4 separate regions of the Mus musculus genome follow, and all the other regions are linked to region 1. A link is a contact called in public HiChIP or PLAC-seq and promoter capture Hi-C data. All regions are on one chromosome and are shown on one strand. Each heading gives the region's core, a stretch centred on a gene start, on an enhancer-like site or on the middle of the called end of the contact. The rest is flanking DNA. Distances are from core to core; before and after follow the strand shown.

Region 1 (3,182 bases), core at 586-3,085:
AGTTATTTTAACTTCCTCCTTTGTGCTACACTAATTAAAAAAAAAAAAAAGCACGCACCCCCCTCACCCACAGTAAGTGCCCTGTGTTGACTAACTCCAAAACTCAAAATGCAAAGAAGCTGCAGACAAGAAACAAGTGAGGTGCACAAATGCTCAACTGCAGTCCAGGGCAGGAAACAGCATGACACTGAATGCACCAATTCAAGGAATGTCCCATTTTGTTTTGCAGGTAAAATCTGTAACCTTACAAAAGAGACGGAGCAGACAATGTATTCCGAGTAAGTAGTGGGTTCATGCTTTCGATGTCTGTGAACCACAAGTTCATTACAAATGCTTAGAATTAAAGGGGGAGAATGAATGAATTCCCCCTCTCCCAGTCCTCTTCCCTCTGTGGATCGGCAAGCACTTTCCTATTTCTAGTTCCTAGTTCACAGAAAACAGCCTGCACTTATTTCCTAACTGTGAAACCAAAATGTGAAGCCCCACCTTTACCAATGAGGAAATGAGGCAAAGGAATGGCCACAGGCCACCATAAATTAGAACCTAAAACCCAATTCCTCTGCTCAGGTTTTAAATATATTAGAGAGGCAACGCGGCTTTAAGGGAGGAGTTTGCTTTTTTGTGTATGACAGAGAGGGCTGGAAATACGTCCCATATATTAAGATGCTGATGTTATAAATGGTTATCTTAAGAACTTTATAGATTCTGGGAGCAGAAGCAGCTATTAACCCAGTCGGCATTACTACAGAAGAAATCAAAGACCGGGGTCTTTGATAAGAATTTAAGACACACAACCAATAAGTAAATAGAGCAAGCTTGTCTCGAGAGCTAAAGAGAGTGTGGATGGAGAACCGTTGGCTTTGCCTAAAGGATATATAACAAAATGGCTAGTTTCACAGTAGGTTAGAGATTTTTTTTACCCCCCTAGCAGCCTGGGTCTGCTTTCAGTCTTGCCTCCTGCTTTTCCTGGGGTCTCGAGAGATGGGGGTGGGGAAGCAGAATGCTGGTGGCGATCTGGGCCTACACGTTCTTCCCACCTCGCCCTGGGAATTCCTGAAAACTCCATTCAATCCAGCTTCCCCAAAAGGGTCTCTCTGGGTTCGGTACAATGACGGAAAAGACAGAGGGAAGTGCACCCCTCTCTTCCCCCCTGAGGACCGTAGGCTCTCGGGCGTGACTTCTGGCCTCGGCTGCCCTCACGTCCTACAGGTCTCCTGTTCTCTGGCACGCCTTGCCCCTGTCCTCTCGCTGCTTCCGCATCCCTATCTCAGCCTCTCCCCACGCATCTCAGGCCCTCGGCTCACCGCGCCCCGTGGCTTCCCACGTCCATCCTGCCAGGGAAACCCTGAAGCCGCGCCAGGTTCCCGATTTGTCCCCCTCTAGGGCTGGGGAGCTGGACGCCACCCGGGATTTAGCTGGGGTCAACTCGGCCTCCTCCCGGCGTGCGCTTACCCGGCGGCCGCGTTCTCGAACTTGAGCGCGAGCGTCTCCTCGATGATGCGGTTGTTCACCTCCAGCAGGATCATGGCGGCGGCTGCCCCGGGCAGGGGAAGGAGAAACAAGGGCGGTGAGGGTGGGCAATCGAGGGTAGGACGGAGGGAGCGGCCCCGCTGCCCCTGACGAGGGGGGCTGGGTGCGGTAGGTGAGGGGAGAAGGGGACGGGGAGCGGGGTGGGGAGAGGCGGACACACGCGCTGGCCCGGCACGCGCTGCCTGTAGCAGGCAGCCACCACCCGACCGACCTGGCCCCCGAAGCTTCAACCCGCCTGCCGAGCCGCCGCCGCCTCCGCCGCCGCCTTACTTGACGATCCCGGTCCCCGCCCAGCCCCCGGCTCCAGCCGGCCACTTCCGCTCTCACACCCACTTCCGCTCGCCGCCCGCACGCGCGGCCCCGCGGCGCCATTTCCGCTTCGACCTCGCGCGTGCACTCGCCCGCAAGCGCGTCCCGGTGAGGAGGCAGGCAGAGGGCATGCGTGCGCATGCGCCACACGCCGCCCCGCTCCTCCTGACCAGGAGAGTCCTACGCTCACCTGTCATTCCCCGTTGTCCGTACAATCCACCTGCCCCTTTCGCGAATATTCCAGAAGCCTGATTCCACCCTTCCGATATTATTTCAGAAGCCCCCTTAAGAAGCTTGTTTGGGGTGGGGGGGATCCCTTGCTTCCAACTTGTGGGTGCTTTTTGCTCATTCCGTGCTTAGGGCTACCCTGCAGCACCGTTGTGCCTATTCTTCGCCAGCGACTGTTTAGTGGCCATCTCTCCTTCCCAGGGATACAGTGATTAATGCAATAGATGAGGACTTGACCTTCTAAAGCTTATGGTCTGCTAAAAGAAACGCAATAAAAGCCCGGCGTGGTGGCGCACGCCTTTAATCCCAGCACTCAGGAGGCAGAGGCAAGCCTGGTCTACAAAGTGAGTTCCAGGACAGCCAGGGCTATACAGAGAAACCCTGTCTCGAAAAACCAAAACCAAAAAAAAAAAAAAAACAAAAACAAAAAACCAACAACAACAAAAACGCAATAAATTCCACGTTGTTATTGGGCAATAAAGGAAAGGAATCCAGATGGGCCTTAGGGATTCCTGTCATACCTTTATTTCTTTGCTTAAGTGCCGCCACCGCCACCTGTCCTTTCAGCTTGGGTACCATGTTTCCACTTTTTTCTCTTCCAGGAACAATTTTAATTAAGCCTCTTCTCCATGCAATAAAAAAAAAAATTTTGTTTGATATTGATCAGAGGACACCTTTTGGTAGTCAGTTCCCTTCTCTCTCCAACACATGGATCCTGAGAATTGAACTCAGGTCATCGGGCTTAACAACAGGCACAACTTGCTGAGCCACGCCCTGGCCCTGTTTGTCCAGATTTTTGAAAGAGGGACTTGCTCTGTAGCTCTGGCTAGCCTTGAACATGTATTGGTGTCTCCAAGTTCTGGGATTCTCAGTTCACACCAATATGCCTTTCTTACTTCATTTCAGTTGTCTCTAAAAAAATCTTTTTTGCTGCTTGTGGTGAGGCATACTTTTAATCCTAGCACTCGGGAGGTGGAGACAGGCAGATTTCTGTGTGTTCCAGGCCAGTCTGTTCTACACAGCAAGTTCCAAGCAAGCCAGAACTGCATGGTGAGACCTTGTCTCTTGTCTCAAAGCAAATGAACAAATATGGAATTCTAAGATTTATTATTATA
Region 2 (3,088 bases), core at 236-2,735, 360 kb before region 1:
GTCATTTCTGATCCTGTAAGTAAACCGTCACTTATACTTGTTTAAGAAACCCCAATAAAACTCACTGGTGTGCTCTCTCTCTCTCTCTCTCTCTCTGTGCAAATATTTCAAGCTTTATCTTAGAGCTCCACAACTCAAGACTTATACTTCTTGATCAACTCTTAGTATAAATGTGAACACATACTTACCCCCCACCTCAACCCCCCCCCCCCCCCGGGTACTATGGATGTACTCTGGCTTTGTCAGCCCATCACTAAAGGGAAACAGTTACTGGCAAATAGATTCCTTTGATGGGACTCTGGGAGAGGTTTTCTGACCTAAGCAAAGGACTCAGCGTGAGATTTGGGGAAAGGAGAAGGAAAAGGTAAAGATGGAAGACCAGATTTCAAGGTGTTATCTTTTCTTAGGTAATACAAAGAACAGTGATCATTTTTGTCATTCAGTAGGTGTCAGGCATTGTATTAAGTGATTAAGTGTGAAACACATTTGATCCTCAGACCCTATCAATATTCCTCCATTGTACTGTTTGGGAAATGGAAGCATGGGATGTTAGGTAGTTTGTTCCTAGTTCTAAGGCTGGGATCTGATTCCAAGAAGTCAAATTTCTGGGCCTGTATACCCTAGGAAGTATGCTGGTGTCAGGGTCTAGAAATAAACACCGTGCAGCCCTTCTGTCCCACGTTTTTACTGGACACGTGGGTCACCAAATCCCATTTAAAAGATATCCTTGTCTACTACCTGAGCACTGTATTTTTTTCGGCCCTTATACACTCTCCCAAAAGAGCCTTCTCCAATCATCTCCAAAACGTGGTACTTTTCCATGGCAAGGGTTTCGGGGTCTCTCAGAAGGTAGAAAGAAGACGGTGACAAAGAGCTATAGATCCAGGGGTAGTTCCACACATCTGGGAGGCCTGGCTCATAACATGGGAGAAAGATACACGTTATCAACCTTGCTTTGTTCTATTTTTCACAATAACCAAGGCCTCAAAATCATGACCAGGGTGGAAAGATGATCAGGTCTTAGTGTCTCCAGCCCCACCCCCACCTCCCCACCCAGGTTAGGTGCCCATAGCACACCGGTGTTCCCTTTCCCCTCTCCACCAGCGATGCTCACACGCTCCTTCTATACTCTCCCAGGTTCCTGACACCCTCAGCTTGCCCAGCACCGCCACTCTGGCCCCGAGCAGAGGTCCCCTAACTTGCTCCCAGTCTAGACGCTCCAAGCTCCCCAGGCTGAGTTCAGGCTAGTTGCTCGGGGCCTCCCAGCTGCCTGCGTTACTTTTCTCCATTCCTCATTGATGCTCTCGTTAGTTTCCCCACTCTTACCAGTTTTACTCCCTGGAACTGATTAGAAGTTTAAAGGACAAAGCTCTCAGAGGTGTGTGACAGATGCGAACCGCCCATTGGCACTTTGTAGGGCACTTCTGTCGCTTGGCTAGCAGGCCCCACAAAGGATCTAGAGTCTTCAGTTGCCTAGAAACGGCGTCAGCTTTCTTTTACTCCGCCCCGCCCTAGTTTTCCGCCTCTAACTTCCCAAAAGGTGTTTCCGGTTCCGGCCAAGAGCCGGAGAAGACATGGCGGCGTCTGCGTCGACAGCTGCTGGGGAAGAGGACTGGTAACTTTGGGTCATAGGTTTTGGCTGGCTGCCTGGATCTGGTGCCGGGAACTAGCAACAGCTTCGGACCGTCCGAACCACGGGCATAAAGGGTGGATCAAGGGGCGAGGGATAGAAGAGACATCCTTTCGTAGGCGAGCTACTGGACCGGGAACGGAGGGAGGAGGGACGCTGATCTGAGAAGGGACTGGGTCTACGGCGGCCTTGCCAGCTGGGCCCACGCCTTATCGACCCCATTGCTCCCTACTACGGGCCTACCCCTCCCCACTTCTCCCTGATGTGATTTTTCTGGGCCCTGGAGGATGGCTTCTCATCACACCTCCCGCCTCTCGGAACGGACGCCCTCCTCGTGCCCCTAGGATCCTGCCCCTTGGACCAGTCCATTTCTGCCTACGCGTTCCTCAATCTTCCCATATTCCTGATAGCACTAATAACTATTGTCAGAAAAGCCTTACTCCCCTCATAAGCTCTCCTATTCTCTCGAGCATTCTTAATAAGAAACCAAAAGCCTTTAAAGACTTTGGGTTTTGGACATAAGATAAAAATGTGCTCACTCCATATTTAATTAGCTTGATGTGATGCTGACCAAACCAGCTAGCTCCTGCGAGTCAGTGTCAGCTATTAAAAAAAAAAAAAAGTGGGTGTGGCATTACCTCATAGAGTAGTTGGGAAGATGGATCACCATGGATTCGTAATATCCATAGGCCTGCTTTTCATTAATTGCTGAAGTATAAAACCTCAAGAGACCAAAGGACATCTGTCTGAGTTAAGGCCTTATACTGTTAGTATTAGGACAGCCTATTTCGGACCCCCATCCCCACCCCACCCCCACCTCCACCTGTAACCTATGACCTTATTTACATTTAGGTCTGTATCTTACATCCAAGGCTCAGGTGACCTAAGGTGGGCAAAGTACTGAAGGAAGTCTTAACTGAGACTGCACCTCTGTGTTCCGTTGGTTTAGGGAGCCCAGCCAGACTAGTGCTTTTCACTGTTGTGAGTGACTTCTAAGATTATGAAGGGACACCTGAGCCATGACAGAGTAGCAGTGGCTGCATTGGTCTATAGCAGCCAGAATGTCTTTTAGTAGTAGTAGTAGTAGTAGTAGTAGTAGTAGTAGTAGTAGTAGTAGTAGTAAAATAAGCTTTAAGAAGAATGCTAATAATAACCATCACTATAGAAATGATACTGGGGTGTGCTTCCTCTAGATGGAGAGGAAATGTATAAGAAAGTGGATACAGGTTTCATATCACCTGGGTAGGGCTGTGGACAATCACTCTTCTTGGATGTCATTACAGCTGTTTTTTCTATGTTTAAATGTGAACCCTCTGATTTATATCGGGGCCATGAACTCTGATCAGGGCTAACTAGGCATCCAGGGTTATGTGCACACTCAGTCCTCAGACTGCCCTTCTCGGTTTCCTTTTAAAGGGAGGGGGTAGATCACCTAGACTAGATACTGTGTCTCAGACA
Region 3 (3,222 bases), core at 92-2,591, 310 kb before region 1:
TTTTCCAGGTGTGGAAAACTATTTGGAATCTTCATATGGCTTAAAACTGCTGTATGAGCCGGGTGTGGTGGCGCACACCTTTAGTCCCAGCACTTGGGAGGCAGAGGCAGGCGGATTTCTGAGTTCGAGGCCAGCCTGGTCTACAAAGTGAGTTCCAGGACAGCCAGGGCTATACAGAGAAACCCTGTCTCGAAAAAACAAACAAACAAAAAAACCAAACAAACAAAAAATTGCTGTATGAAGACCAGAGGCCAAAGTAACAGGTCACTCTTAAATTCCTTGGTTGCTCAGACCATAGTGGGCTGAGGGTGACCTGAGATTGAAGTTTCCACCTTGTAGGCACAGGACTCTGTAGTTGGTCTTGGGATTGGAAGAAAACAGAATTACCTTCTCTGTTCCTGTGTCCAGGAACCTTACATGTCCTGAAACATGGGAAACCTGAGAACAGAGCCCAGGATCCAAAAACAGTTTCCCTAGCCAGCCTTAAAAAACTACTTCTTTCTTGTTGGGCAGTGGTGGCACACGCCTTTAATCCCAGCACTTGGGAGACAGAGGCAGGCAGATTTCTGAGTTTGAGACCAGCCTGGTCTATAGAGTGAGTTCCAGGACAGCCAGGGTTACATAGAGATATCCTGTCTCGAAAAACAACAAGCAAACAAACAAACTGCCTCTTTCCCCCCTGTCTAACCTGTCCCCACTCAAGAGCGGTGGTTTTAGCTTGCGTCTGTGTGTAGTATGGGCAAGAGTGTCAGCAGCACCTCAGGGAAGCCACAGTGTACAAGACCTGAGCTTCATGGAGGAGACTGAAGACCAGAAAGATTGGCTGTCCTGACAGGGTCCTTCAGTGACACAACTGCAATAGATTGCAGGTCTCTCTACAACCGGTGCAGAATTCACCAACTCTTCCCTTAGAAAGGGCCTTCTCCAGAAAGCATGTTGAAGGAAGGCCTGCGATCGGTGAGGGACACCGATGGTCTTTCTCTCCACTCCATTATCTTCTGGGTCCCCTACATACCGCCAAACAACTTCCTTTTCTTCCCGTTGTCTTACCTTTCCCATCCCATGTCTGACTTTTCTTTCTTCCTAGCTCATTCCTTTCTCTCTCACCAGCCTCTCTGCTCCCTCAAGTCAAGCTTTTTGTGTTCTCTTCTTAACCTTCTCCTCCTCCTCTTTCTCCATCACCCTTTCCTGCCATTCCCCTCCTTTATCTCCACTAATTCCCAATAGCCCTGGCTCTCAGCCCCTTTAAGGATTTCGAATCTACAGTCCAGGAGAGAGGGCACTTTCATTTGGACACTCAGTAACATGCCTCTCCTTTCAGCCTCATTTTTCCCTGTATCCTAGGAGACTGACTAAACAAAGTGCCCAAAGAATGTGTTAGAACCTAAGTGTTCCAAGTCTTGGTGTTCCCGCTAGTGTCTGAAAGGAAGGATGGTTACAACGGATGCAGGTGCAGTGGGGCGAGAAGAAACAGAGGATCTGGGAGAGGGGGCACCAGCAAGGACACAAAGGATAAAATTCTAAAAGTAAGAGAGATTGGGTCAGCCAGGCACAGTGGCAATCTTAACACATGGGAGGTGCAAACAGAAGGATCAGGGGCGTTCAAGGGTCATCATTGGCTATATAGGAAGTTGGAGGGTGGCCTAGGTTCAGGGTGGGGGGAGATTAGCACACACACACACACACATATATATATTTAGGATCTTGTACTTCCAAATAGCTTTATATGATCCTCGGAGTTTGGAAGTGTCAACACCAAGTGCCAATGACATTATAGTAGGAAGTCAGCATGTCTCAAATTTCTTTCTGGGAGGTAGGAAGGAAGAGAGCTATTTTGTCTATGTTCTCACTTCTGAGAAGGGTTATGGCTAACCTGTTTCATATAAAGTGGATAGGATGGCTCTGCTCAGAGGTCATAGCCCTTAGAATGTTAGAACTTTAAGGCTCTCTCAAGTCCAGAGACTTAAGCCTAGATCAATCATCTCCATGAGAGCGTTTTAGAATTTGTCAAATTACAGTTTCCAGGGATGAGGAGAACATATTTAGTGGGCACCCTAATAAGCAGTTCTGGCAAAAAGGCAACCTTGGGGAGCCCTAAATCCAAGTCCAGATCAAACAGTTGTCTGTGGCCTTAAAGTCCCATGGCATACAACCTGCTAGTGTACCAAGAACTTGCCTCGGCTTGTTAAGCAGGCAAAAACCAGAGCACAGAATAAACTCAAACCCTGACTCTTTCCAAGGTTATCTTAAAATCATCTCTTTATTACCACGAGTTCAACTGTCTCATGCGTTTTGAACACCCTCATTTGGTAACCCTCAACAGTCTCTTAATGCATCTTCATTGATGAGAATCTATTCTCATTCTGCCTCCCATCTTCCTGGGGTGGATTCACCTCTGAGACACAGTGGCTAGGGTCAGCACTCATTGCCCCGTACAGCTAAGAGGTTTCTCTATAAAAGGGTGATTGACACAGCTAGAAAGAAAATGGTTTTTAAGAGGCAGAGAGGATAAATTCGAGAGAACCAGGAAGGGGGGGGGGGAGTTCTGTGTAGCCTCAGGGTGGGAAAAGGAGCCTAGTTTAACCTAATACAGGTATGCATCTGTAGAGCTGAGTTAGGACTCAGGCAGGACTCAGCTTGGCCAGAGGTTGGTTAGAGCTCAGGGCCCTTACCGTAGGTAGGATAGTAATCTTGTGTCTGCGAGGGTCGCCTCCCGAGCTCCGCAGTGCTCTCCGCTGAGAACAAGACTCCTTTTCTCCTTTGCACTTGACTGCTTCCACCCTCCACTGCAGTTTGCTGCTGTAAACTGGCAGAGTTACAGCCAGAGAGGAGGAGTGGGGTGGGGAGAGGTGTGAGCGCTCTCCTAGGTCCAGCCTATCCAACTCTTAAAGGCCCAGGGCACTGGTCAACAGGAGGAATTGTGGGGGTGGGGTTGCAGAAAAGGATTAAGGCAATGGATTGAGGTTGATAGCGACGCATCTCTAGGGAGGAGGAGCCTGGCTGCCTTGTATCTTGATGCCTCCCCACCTGGACCCCTTACTGACCCCAATCCCACAATTGTTCTCAGAGTGAAAGCCAAGCCTGTTTACTGCAGTGTGCTGTGAATCACTGCTTTTCATTCTGCTCAGAGTCTGTGTGGAATACCGCTGTTTTTGCCCTCAATTCATCTGGCTGCTCTCCATGGTATCGCTTTCCACCAGCTTGCTCCTGTGTTTCTGCATC
Region 4 (3,181 bases), core at 536-3,035, 330 kb after region 1:
TGCAATGGAGTGATTTTACTTGTAAAACCATAACTGGGGCCTAGGGAGATGGCTCAGTGGGAAAGAGCACTCGCTAGGCAAGCTTGAGGACCCGAGTTCAAATCCCTAGGCCCCGCATAAAAAGCTGGGCATGGCTGTGTGGGCATGTAACTCCAGCATTGAGAGGGTCCTGAGAGCTTACTAACCAGACAGCCTAGCCAAAGTAGTGTTTTGTTTTTTTCCAGTGAGACACTGTGTATTGAAGGACTAAGGGGAGAGCCATAAAGGGAGAAACCTTATACACATCTCTGGCTTCCTCATGTGCTCATGGGGGAACACACTGGGGCACACATGCTATGCATCGTACACACACACCTACCTTACACCTCATCATAGTAATTTACAAAGTGAAAAACTGTAACTATTACCTACGCTCGGTATTTCTTTATTTGACCTCCTTTTCTCTCTCCTCGCTAGACTCTTAAGTCCCTGAGGGCACAGAGTGGTTTACCTTAAGCCCTAGGGCAGTGCCTGCCAGGTGGGGCACCCTCTCCTGGTGCACAGGGAATGGCTTAAGTCTGGAAACCTCATGGAGGCACTGTGGGAAGGAGAAGATGGAAACACAGACATGTGTACAGAAAAGCTGGGCACAGATGGGCTGCACAGGCTATGAGAGATGACCAGAGCAGCTACTGTAACAACTGGGAACTTCAGCATGTTTATTATGTATACTGGAGCGGGGCGGGGGGAGCACATGTTAGCTGTTGGCTAGTCTTGGTAGGAGGTTTCTGTGGGTGAGCAATCTCAGACCATAAAGGTTAGAAGTGTTTACAAACCATAGACCAGTGTGTGTGTGTGTGTGTGTGTGTGTGTGTGTGTGTGTGTGTGTCTGTGTGTCTGTGTGGTATGTATGTGTGTTTATGTGTATGTATGTGTGTGTGTCTGTATGTGTATGTGTTACTAGTAGAGGGTCTTGAGCATGACAAGCAAAACATTTTAAAAAGGCAGAGTGTGGGAAGGAGAACCCAGGAATGTGGATGTATGCGTACGGAGCACCCTAGAGGAGGGGCAGCAGCAGTGCTAAGGTTGCAGGTGGAGAGAGAGACTTTGGGGTGTGGGGCACTGCAGTTAGGAATGAGGGTCCAGGCTGGAGTGGAAACTGAGGCATAACCAGACACTATTTGGAGGGTGGCCTCCTTTCACAATGGTTTCCCTGAGCATCTGTGGGAAGGAGGGCAGGGGTGGGGATGCCTTTGAGACACAGTCGCTGTCACTGGAATAGATCTTTCTTATTGCGGTGACATCAGCAGGTGCCAGGAGGGACAGACAGGCTGTGTTTCCTAGTGCCAGGCTGCTGAGGCTAGGAACAGCAGAGCTCTGTTGCCACGGAGATAAGGGAATGAAGAGCAGGTAGGGCCTTGTAACTGTGAGGGCGATGTAATTCCAGGTGGCCTCAGAGTTCTGTGTGTGCTTGGTGGTGACACTGCCACCTGACCGCCCTTCCTCTTCTCCAGTTCCTCCTTGCCTCTCCTAACCCAGAATCCTAGACTGGATCTGGGAGGTGGTAGCTGGGCCAGGTAAGAAGATACTAGAGATGGGGTGCTGTTTTTAAAAATTAATGAATGAATGAATTGATTAATTAATCAATTCATTCATTCTTTTTTTAATCTCCATGGAGGCTTGCAACCTGTAAGAATGGCTGGCAAACTCCCACTTCCGTCCCTCCCGGCCCCAGCCCAGTCTCCGCATGCCAGCACCTCCATTTTTCATTTCCTGTCTGCTTCTCCCACGCTAGTCTCTGGGTCTGGATCCATGTTTCTCGTTCATGCGGGTCTCCCAGGCAACCTTCCTTAGTGCCCACTGGAAGAAGCATCAGTAGACCAAGCTAGCTACAGTTGCTGAGGGGGGGGAGTGGAAACCGCAGGACCGTCTCTTTCCAAGGATCTTCTGGAATGAGAAAGGATGGCTTTCAGAATGCGGAGAACATCTGGAATGATCAGACAGGGCTCAGTCTGAAGTCCTTTTCTCGTCTAGGCCCTCAAGTCCACGTTGGTTAACATTTTATAGCGTTTTCATGATCCCAAGGCGCCCTCCAGTGGCCAAATAGGAAGTTGCGGCTCTTCCAAGAGGAAGTAAAAGTGGGCAGTTGCTGAGCCAGCTTCACACCGCCCCCGCACCCCCCCCCCCCACTCAATTCCCAATTCCAACTTCAGCCTTCATGCTGGAGTCCACTGAGGTGGCAGGAGCCAGTGAGGAGCCCTGGATAGGCAGTCAATGACTGGGGGCTACTTATGGCCTCTTTACCATGAGTCTCTGGGTTGGCATCTCTGGTACTTCCTAGCCCAGCATTGCCTATAATATAAACTCACTTCCTGGATAGGCAAGGTCTGTCTGTCCATCCTCCTGCAGCCAGCCTACAGTTGGCCCTCTATGATTGAAGCTTTGGCTGGTCCACAGATCAGGGCAAGTAATTCTAGAAGGGCCATGAGGAGGTTGGGAGGGCTGGTTACCATCTCCAGGATGCACTTGGAGAATCCAGGCCTGGGATTGAGCTGCATAAGAAAACTTGACCTCGGTAGCAGCAGCTGGAAAAAAAACCCAAGACGGTACTGAGAAGCCAGCATCCTGCATCACCAGGCTCCGGAGGGTCTGTCGATGCTCTGGGTTCAAAAAGTGCACGAGTCGACAGGATGCTCAGGGAAGGAGAAGCTAAGGAGGCAGCTTGTGCAAGCTCAAGCTGATATCCACCAACCACCCAGTGGTGGCTTACTATCTAGTCACAGCAGGTTACCCTCCTTTAGAAACGCAGAGTGACTCTTTCACCTAGACTGAAAGGAACCAGTTTTCAGAGCTGCAGTGGCGTGGGAAGGGGGACAGTGCCCCCTTGTGGCAATATCTTGGTACTTCAACTCAGAAGAAGCCAGAAGATGAGATCTACTTCTGTCAGGCTCATTTGTGCACAGCATCTAGGAGCAGAGGGTAGGGCTCCCAGAGACACTGCCTTGTGACTCACTACAATAAGCGTGATTTCCTCTAGAGAGTCTTAGGGTCCAAGACAACTAATGAGAGCAGCAAAGGTCACATGCAGGTTCCTGGCATGATGCAACCCTGTGCCAGCATCCCAGGATGTGAGATGAACAGGGCATGGCCTGTGCCCTCCACCATCAATGCAGGAGTCAGAGAAGAACAACAGTGCCCTTGT

The links. HiChIP or PLAC-seq counts read pairs in DNA pulled down with a chosen protein or histone mark. Capture Hi-C pulls out chosen DNA fragments and counts their contacts.
Region 2: a promoter capture Hi-C map of liver shows a contact between it and region 1. The contact joins the promoter of Stk36 here to the promoter of Arpc2 in region 1. A contact is called at or near these places in 4 of 39 promoter capture datasets (erythroid cells, liver, neutrophils and 1 more), 3 of 484 Hi-C or Micro-C datasets (cardiomyocytes, pre-pro-B cells and rod photoreceptor), 4 of 115 datasets of contacts at active chromatin or transcription factors (astrocytes, effector CD8 T cells and embryonic stem cells) and 2 of 9 other capture datasets (adipose tissue and liver).
Region 3: a promoter capture Hi-C map of liver shows a contact between it and region 1. The contact joins the promoter of Plcd4 here to the promoter of Arpc2 in region 1. A contact is called at or near these places in 1 of 39 promoter capture datasets (neural stem cells) and 3 of 9 other capture datasets (adipose tissue, liver and pancreatic islet).
Region 4: an H3K4me3 HiChIP or PLAC-seq map of stem cell-derived neural progenitor cells shows a contact between it and region 1, with 24 read pairs. The contact joins the enhancer-like site here to the promoter of Arpc2 in region 1. A contact is called at or near these places in 1 of 39 promoter capture datasets (cranial neural crest), 1 of 15 datasets of contacts at CTCF or cohesin (the NIH/3T3 cell line) and 7 of 115 datasets of contacts at active chromatin or transcription factors (cardiomyocytes, embryonic forebrain, embryonic limb bud and 4 more).

Annotation. Positions count from the first base shown.
Region 1 is chr1:74,235,170-74,238,351 of GRCm38.p6, reverse strand. Arpc2 (actin related protein 2/3 complex, subunit 2) reads right to left here and starts at 1,835. Exons shown (of 10, transcript NM_029711.2): 1 at 1,453-1,835. The coding sequence starts at 1,526.
Region 2 is chr1:74,599,852-74,602,939 of GRCm38.p6, reverse strand. It overlaps Stk36 (serine/threonine kinase 36), which reads right to left and starts at 1,485. Exons shown (of 27, transcript NM_175031.3): 1 at 1,327-1,485; 2 at 739-911. The coding sequence starts at 822. Rnf25 (ring finger protein 25) reads left to right here and starts at 1,543. Exons shown (of 10, transcript NM_021313.3): 1 at 1,543-1,615. The coding sequence starts at 1,575.
Region 3 is chr1:74,542,479-74,545,700 of GRCm38.p6, reverse strand. Plcd4 (phospholipase C, delta 4) reads right to left here and starts at 1,341. Exons shown (of 18, transcript NM_148937.2): 1 at 1,051-1,341. It also overlaps a transcript of Usp37 not described here.
Region 4 is chr1:73,901,410-73,904,590 of GRCm38.p6, reverse strand. No RefSeq gene overlaps it. Among named protein-coding and RNA genes, the nearest start is that of 6030407O03Rik, 39 kb to the right of the region's middle. Within about 2 kb of position 1,785, at least 44 of the 459 cell types and tissues checked have an H3K27ac peak or open chromatin away from gene starts, as enhancers often do. A contact at or near this core is called in neural progenitor cells and stem cell-derived neural progenitor cells, where this site is marked.